2 separate regions of the Mus musculus genome follow, and region 1 is linked to region 2. The links are chromatin contacts, called in public promoter capture Hi-C maps. All regions are on one chromosome and are shown on one strand. The core of a region is the stretch at or near the end of the contact, and the rest is flanking DNA. Distances in the headings are between cores, read along the strand shown.

What was found. Promoter capture Hi-C pulls out the DNA fragments that hold promoters and counts their contacts.
Region 1: a promoter capture Hi-C map of pre-B cells shows a contact between it and region 2, with 2.5 times the contacts expected there. The contact joins the promoter of Agrn here to the promoter of Tprgl in region 2.

Annotation. Positions count from the first base shown.
Region 1 is chr4:156,195,613-156,199,366 of GRCm38.p6, reverse strand. Agrn (agrin) reads left to right here and starts at 1,879. Exons shown (of 36, transcript NM_021604.3): 1 at 1,879-2,153. The coding sequence starts at 1,947. Gm46878 (a long non-coding RNA gene) reads right to left here. Exons shown (of 4, transcript XR_003955191.1): 4 at 1-849.
Region 2 is chr4:154,158,377-154,162,262 of GRCm38.p6, reverse strand. Tprgl (transformation related protein 63 regulated like) reads left to right here and starts at 1,579. Exons shown (of 4, transcript NM_026388.2): 1 at 1,579-1,908; 2 at 2,002-2,178; 3 at 2,841-2,994; 4 at 3,698-3,886. The coding sequence starts at 1,634.

The sequences.
Region 1 (3,754 bases), core at 630-3,129, 2.0 Mb before region 2:
AAGTTAAGAGACAAGGATTTCACAGTGAGAGCCTAGTGAGGAAATGCCCCTTCCAGACCCTTTGAGTAATTAATTCACTTCTGGAGAAAGACACTTTTGCTGGGACCCAGTCCTTAGTCTCAGCCAGGCCCTAAAAATGTCCCCATGTCTACATATGGCTCAGGGACAGGTTAGGCCAGTTTCTACCAGTAGCAGGATGAGGCTCCTAATGGAACCAGTGAACTGCTGAGATCCTTTGGGAACAGTGAAGGAATGTTCTTACCTGGGTAAGCTGTGAAGGAGGGTGATGTGTTCTTTTGTATGTGTTCCTAGTCCCACCTGCACTAGTTCACAGAGGGTAGGATGGGGTCTCACCATTCAAATCAGCCACCTGCTGTTTAGGACATGGTAGTTAGCAAGTACACCTCATCCTCATCGGGGCTATAAAGAGGCCACTATAGGCAGGTTAGATGGGCACAAGTAATTGGAGGCTCATCTGTCCACAAAGGACATCATGTCTCAGATAGGAGGCACCCAATTTGAAAAAGCTTCACCCCCCTTTCTGCCTGATGGCTCTTTGTCTTTTCCTCTATCAGCTTACTCGGGCCTTTGAGTGCGCTTAGGGCACAAGCAAGTCAGTACAAGTCCTTCTGTGGTCCTTCAGACCTTTAAGAGAATTTGAGTGGAACCTCAGAAGACCCCCTTCTGGTTGGTGTGTTTGTGCTTATCTGGATTAGGTGATGCCAGATCTAGCAACGCTGGAGCCCACTGTGTAGATGCGACCTCAAATCTGGGTCCAGAAGGTGGAGTCTTTCTCAGGAGGAAGAGCTGCTGACACTCACACTTCACTCTGGCTTCTGGCTCAACAGCCTATGGAAGATAGCATAGTGTCTTCTCTCGTTTTTTTTTTGTTTTTTTTTTTTTCCAAAATTTTTTTCTTCACTTACATTTCAAATGCTATCCAGAAAATCCCCTATCCCCCCCCCCCCCACCCATTCTCTCGGTTTGTTTGTTTTGTTTTTGGTTTTTTGAGACAGGGTTTCTCTGTGTAGCCCTGGCTGTCCTGGAACTCACTTTGTAGACCAGGCTGGCCTCGAACTCAGAAATCCACCTGCCTCTGCCTCCCGAGTGCGCCACCACCGCCCTGCGCGTTCTTTCAACCTCCTGTAGGTCTAGTGCTAGCTTGGCTCCCGGGGGCCTCGGTTTATATCCTGCACTTAGCCAGGCCAAGCTGGGGAAGCTCTGGTCCACAGAGGGAGAGACGGAGGGGGCGGGGACGGTTCTGTAGCAAGACTGGAGAAGACTTAAGTCCACAAGGAGCATCACACTGGGCGGGTCTGGGCGCATTCGGCACAGTCACCGCTGACCGGCCATCGGCAGGGGGCGTGGCCTGTGGTGGCACCGGGACAGCCGCGGGGCCCTCTGCGCGCAGCCCTAGCGTCAGGCTGGGGAAGGGAAGGTCCGGCTCCGCCAGCGTCTCCTGTGCAGACCGGGCGAGCCCCTTGGAATTCCCAGCACGTCGCCCCTCGATTATACATCAACCTGACTTCAGCTGCATTTCCCGGTGGGAGGACAGTTCAGGCGGACGGGGGAGGGGCCCCGGCGCGACGCCTCCCCCTCCCCCAAGGCGGCCACCCACCCACCCACCCGGCCGAGCCCCCGCCCCAGCTCGGCGGGCGCCGCAGTCTCCGGGCTTTGTTCGCTGCCCGCGCGGGTCGCAGGGAGCGGGGGGCGGGCTGAGCCCTCAGGGGGCGGGGCGGGGCCGCCAGTCCCCGCCCAGTCCCCGCCCCGTCCCCGCCCAGTCCCCGCCCCACCCACGCCGTCCCCGCCCCGTCCCCGCCCAGTCCCCGCCCCACCCACGCCGTCCGCCCTCCCTCCTCCTCCGCCGCGCTGCGGTCCAGTCCTGCCCCCCGAGCGGTCCGGCCCGCGCGCTCTCCCGGCTCCCTCCCGCCGTTCCGGGCTGCGCCATGGTCCGCCCGCGGCTGAGCTTCCCGGCCCCGCTGCTGCCGCTGCTGCTGCTCCTGGCGGCGGCCGCGCCAGCCGTGCCGGGCGCCAGCGGGACGTGCCCGGAGCGCGCCTTGGAGCGGCGCGAGGAGGAGGCGAACGTGGTGCTCACCGGCACAGTGGAGGAGATCCTCAACGTGGACCCGGTGCAGCACACCTACTCCTGCAAGGTGGGCCCCGGCCGGACCCCACGAGACCCAGCCCTCTGGATTCCCAGCCCGGGGCTCCTCTCCCCCGTGGTCCCCGTCCCCGAGGCCCGCCCTTCGCGTGCCGGCCGCCCCGCTGCGACCCCGTCCCCAAGCCGTGGGAACGAACCCGGCACGTTTCTGCGGCCCCAGCTGGAGCTCCCTCGGCGACCGCCGAGCCTCCGGGGGGGGGGGGCGCTCGGGTCCCGGAAAACTCCGCCGCTCGGTGCGAAAGTTACTGCGGGGCCGCTGTGGCTCCTTTCACGGCGTCCAGGCCCCGGTTGCTGTCGTGCCCGCCCCCACCCTTGTCCAGAGCCCCTCTTTCTTGTTGGGAACAAGTGTACACCTTCGCCAAAAGGAACGAATAGGGCTCGGGGAGGCACGAGGGGGGACGAAGTCGACCTGTGGCGAGGCCTTTACCAGGGCGAGGGGTGGTCTGCAGGGAGTCAGGGGTGTGTGGTCTAATCTGCAACCCGGGGAGCCTGCGTAAGGTGCTGCAGCGAACGCGTGTCCGAGCCGGAGCAGAGAAATGGGCAGAGGGCTGTGGCTGAGTTTCCTGTGCTCGAGGCGCAGGGGCTCAAAGGACTGGGTTTCTCCTGCCATACGGTAGAATTAGCTCTGTTTCAACTGCAGCTGAATTTGAGAGCACCTTGGAATAGGTATGGGGTCGATACCCTCGGAATATCCGTTGCTGGTTCTCCTCGTCCCTCAAATCGCTTCGCTGGAAACAGGATTTGTTCTTACTCTTTGGGAATGAGAAGGATGGTGACTTCCTTCAGAGTACCGTGTGTTCATGGGATCCCCCCGCTGGGCCCCCTCCTCTCCCTGCCGAGGCACTTTGCCAAGTCCCTGCAGGATTTTCCCGACTTCCTCCCCGCTGCTCCTGGGTGTGGCTGGGGTGGGGGAGGTGTGAGAACTGTGAGCTTTCCCCCTTTGGGTTATCTCCCACAATAGTTGGGGGTGGGGGGCGCAGGTAGATAAAGTTCTTTAGGTGCTGCAAGTCTTAGGTGTCTCGCAGGAGCTAGGCAGGTGGAAAAGCTGCCCATTGTCTTTTTTGCTCCCTCCATTCCAGAACCCCAAATCCCCAGAGCGCCTCAATAAGGGGCTCCTTCCTAGAAATCCTTTCCAAAAAGTGTCTGGGGGCCCTGGACTTATCCTGTGGGCGCTGCGGGCTACATCTTCCAGCCATGTCTGTCAGAAAGGGTGCCCTCGGGGCCCTAAATAAGGAGGTGGAGGGTGGGGCTGACTTGCATTGCCCAAACTTGACTTTGTGGCTCAGAGCTGCCTCGCTGCACAGACTCAGGCAGACTATGGAGCAAAGAAGTGGGTCTTTACTTCCTGGGAGAGGTGTTGGCCCACACAAGGCTGTGAAGATCCCAGCTGGGATCTTGCTCTTAAGTCCTTTCACCTAAAGTGTCTGGTCCTGACTGGACCCTTAGAGTTGGACTTGGGCTGGATAGACCTGAGGTGGGACAATTGTTAGATGGTTAGATGATTGTTAGCCTTCTTATGTCATCCTGAATCCAGTAGGTGTCTACTGCACTGCAGCCTTGGAACATCTCTGCCCAAGGCTGGGGTTCACTGTG
Region 2 (3,886 bases), core at 330-2,829:
TACACTGTAGCTGTCTTCAGATGCACCAGAAGAGGGCATCAGATCTCATTACGGGTGGTTGTGAGCCACCATGTGGTTGCTGGGATTTGAACTTTGGACCTTCGGAAGAGCAGTCGGGTGCTCTTACCAACTGAGCCATCTTACCAGCCCTAAAGGTAGAAGCCTCCTTGATTTTTTTTTTTTTTTTTTTTGGTTTTTTTCGAGACAGGGTTTCTCTGTGTAGCCCTGGCTGTCCTGGAACTCACTATGTAGACCAGGCTGGCCTGGAACTCAGAAATCTGCCTGCCTCTGCCTCCCGAGTGCTGGGATTAAAGGCGTGCGCCACCACGCCCGGCGCAGCCAGTGTTCTTAACTGCTGAGCCACCTCTCCATCCCTGGCTTATTGCCTTATATGCACTTATCTATTCATCTCCCCTTTCTCTGTCAGCTTTCAGCACACTCTTCACATCCACAGCGGTCTCAGGAACCTCTGTGGGAATTCACGTCATCGTGGCTGCTCCCACCAGTGTCCCGGAGACCTCATTGGACTGGATTCTCTGACGAAGCCACACTGTAAAAGGTCCAGCAGGCTAAGGAGCCCTCACAACGGTCAGGAGACAGACTACAGGCCTGAGCTGTATCTTGGGCTGTCATTCACTGATGAGTCTAACCTATGTCTTGGTGACTGTTAGAAAAGACTTTTGGGCCACACTATCATAGCGGTCCATTAGCTCCATCAACCCAGGCACACTGCTGGCACCCCCGTGGGAGCAGGAACTCAGGGACATCTCGCATGGCTTCTGTCCCAGGGAGAAGCTGCAGGGCCCAAGAGCATCCTACGGCGTTTCCTTCCAACTCCCCCCACCCCCCGCCCCAGCAGCACTCTTCGGTGACATGGTAGCTTACTTGTGCGTATCATGCCCAATATAAAGAACCCTCTGACAGCCACCTCTGACCTGCACACACTCCTATCTCCAGTGTGCACACACCCTATAAACCCACACTCCCAAGGTGACCACGCCCAAGGAGTGCAGCACACTCCTGAGAAGCCTCTATCTGAGGTGCCCCGACACAGTGTCCACAATCCTCAGACGCGCACACACCCATTCCCACGCTTTCACAATCCTCAGACGCGCACACACCCATGCCCACACTTTCACACTCCCCAGGCATGCACACCTCCTAAGTGCGCCGCACACCTCCGCCCGAAGTGCACCGTAAGCCCGAAGGTGAAGGGCACGGAGCCAAGCGAGGACACACTGTCGGGGCAACGCCCTACGCACGAGCCCCCAAGTGCCCCCTTCCGCGCGAGTCCATGGCGTCCCTTTCCCCGTTCTCAGCCAGGAACCCCCGACCGGCATTTTTTTTTTTTTTAACTCGCCCTTCCTGTAAACAGGAAGTGGCTCCGCGCGTGGCGGCAGCTTCCGGCCCAGGAGGGGCCGCCGTAATCATGAACGGCAGCACTTTAGACCCAATTGCAGAAGACAGCTTAGGGGAAAGCCAATCGCGAGACGCAGTCGACGGAGCTGGAGGCGGGTCCGGAAGGCGGGCTCTGCAGGACTCAACCAATCACAAGGCGAACGAGGGAGGGCGGGGCGCGGCCGGGCGGACGCCGGGGCGGCGGCCGTCGGTGGAGGCTGCCGGTGGCGGCGCGATGCTGCAGCTGCGGGACACGGTGGACTCGGCGGGCACGAGCCCCACGGCGGTGCTGGCGGCCGGCGAGGACGCGGGTGCGGGCCGGCCTGGGGCGGGCACACCGCTGCGCCAGACGTTGTGGCCGCTGAACGTCCACGACCCTACACGCCGCGCCCGCGTCAAGGAGTACTTCGTGTTCCGGCCCGGCACCATCGAGCAGGCGGTCGAGGAGATCCGCGCCGTGGTACGGCCCGTGGAGGACGGCGAGATCCAGGGGGTGTGGCTGCTGACCGAGTAAGCCGGCGCGAGGGGACTGCGGGGACACTGGGCGGGGGCGGGCGGGGGCAGGCGGGGCTCTTGGTGATGGGCGGCCCCTCTCCTCTCCAGGGTGGACCACTGGAACAACGAGAAGGAGCGGCTGGTGCTGGTCACCGACCAGTCGCTGCTCATCTGCAAATATGACTTCATCAGCCTTCAGTGCCAGCAGGTGGTCAGGGTGGCGCTCAGCGCGGTAGACACCATCTCCTGTGGAGAATTCCAGTTTCCTCCGAAGTCGCTCAACAAGTAGGTGCACCAGCGCACTACACGGCAGGGCCCCAGCGGATCCTGTAAGTGGTATTGACCCACTCTCTTGTGAGGTAAAGGTCTCATCTTGAAGAACCAGTGGAAAGGACCTTTAAGTAGAGGCTGGTGATTTCCGGGTTGCTCAGTACCTCCTTGAAAGGGATGCTGGCACAGTCGGCCACTCTGTCCCCACTAAAAACCATTCATTTAAATACCGTTAAGATACATGGAATCAGAGCCCACTGTCATAAGCTATGTAGGGAGTCTGGGAGTTTTAACTCCAGCAGGAGGGAGACACAGGGCATGTGCTCAGTATTACTAAAAATTCGATACATCGCAAAACACCTAACAGCCTTCAGAGACTGGTTGGCTTGCTATAAAAGAATTATTTGACTAGGGACTCCAGGAAGCTAATGGCTACTAACTTAAGCATCATTCAGTAACATTAAGAACAAACACGGCCATAATTAGGCCAGGTTGGACTGTGTGCCGGTTTCATAGGCTGCAAAGGAGGCTCATTAACTTGTTACGCTTTGGAAGTGTGTGAAGCTGTTAGTGGAGGCCATTGTTACACTAGGTCACAGGTTCCCCAGCCATCCCTGATACTGAATGCAATGTTGTATTCCTGTGGTAAGCAAGGCTTTCTCCCCCTCCCCCATCAGGAGAGAAGGCTTTGGGGTTCGCATTCAGTGGGACAAGCAGAGCCGCCCTTCCTTCATCAACAGATGGAACCCCTGGTCTACAAACATGCCCTATGCCACCTTCATAGAACACCCAATGGCTGGCATGGACGAGAAGACAGCGTCTCTGTGCCATGTAAGCAGGCCAAGGCCACTGTCAGTGTGAACCCTGGAGGTGCAGTTCCACAGTAGGAAGCTAGGTGGTGCTGTTTAAGAACAGAGTCACCATCCCATTGCAGGATGCTCAGTCTGGACTGGGTGGGTGAGCGAGCATGGGAAAAGCCCACAGTACTGGCGGGGCTTGGCAGGTGCTGCTGGTGACACAGGTACTCTGGAAGTTCCCAGGAGAGGTGCTGAGGGAGCGCTGAGCATTCTGCACAGTTAGAGTAGGGCTGAGAAAGCCCTGTCACTTGGTGACATCATAGTCCTCATGAATTCCTCCATCTGTGATGCTACCTGTCAGTCAGTGCACAGCACACCAGTGCAGGCAGCGTGTGCAATTACAGCATCACCTGCTTAGTGAGGTGCACTCCAGAGCATGTGCGTCTGTAAAAAAGATTTTCCACCTGTTGGCACTGGCAGTACCTTGTCTCAGGCTGCCGAATCTCCTGACTGCATCTTTAGAGATAGACTGGTACTCTCTAGGTTGGACTTAAGGCAGGTCCCTTCATGATGTTTGTACATGATGAACCACCTGATGACACAGCTCATAGGGCCCAACCTGTCATTGGTGATGTCATCACTATGTGGTATTTGGGAGGATTTGAACTCAGAATCCTCGTTTCCCAGTACTGCTGTCTTGGCATGAGGTTAAGGCTCCATGTTTATTCTCTTCAAAGTTGGAAAGCTTCAAGGCTCTCCTGATCCAAGCTGTCAAGAAGGCCCAGAAGGAGAGCCCACTGCCAGGGCAGGCGAATACCGTGCTGGTGCTGGAGCGCCCCCTCCTCATCGAGACCTACGTGGGGCTCATGTCCTTCATCAACAATGAAGCCAAGCTGGGCTACTCCATGACCAGGGGCAAGATAGGC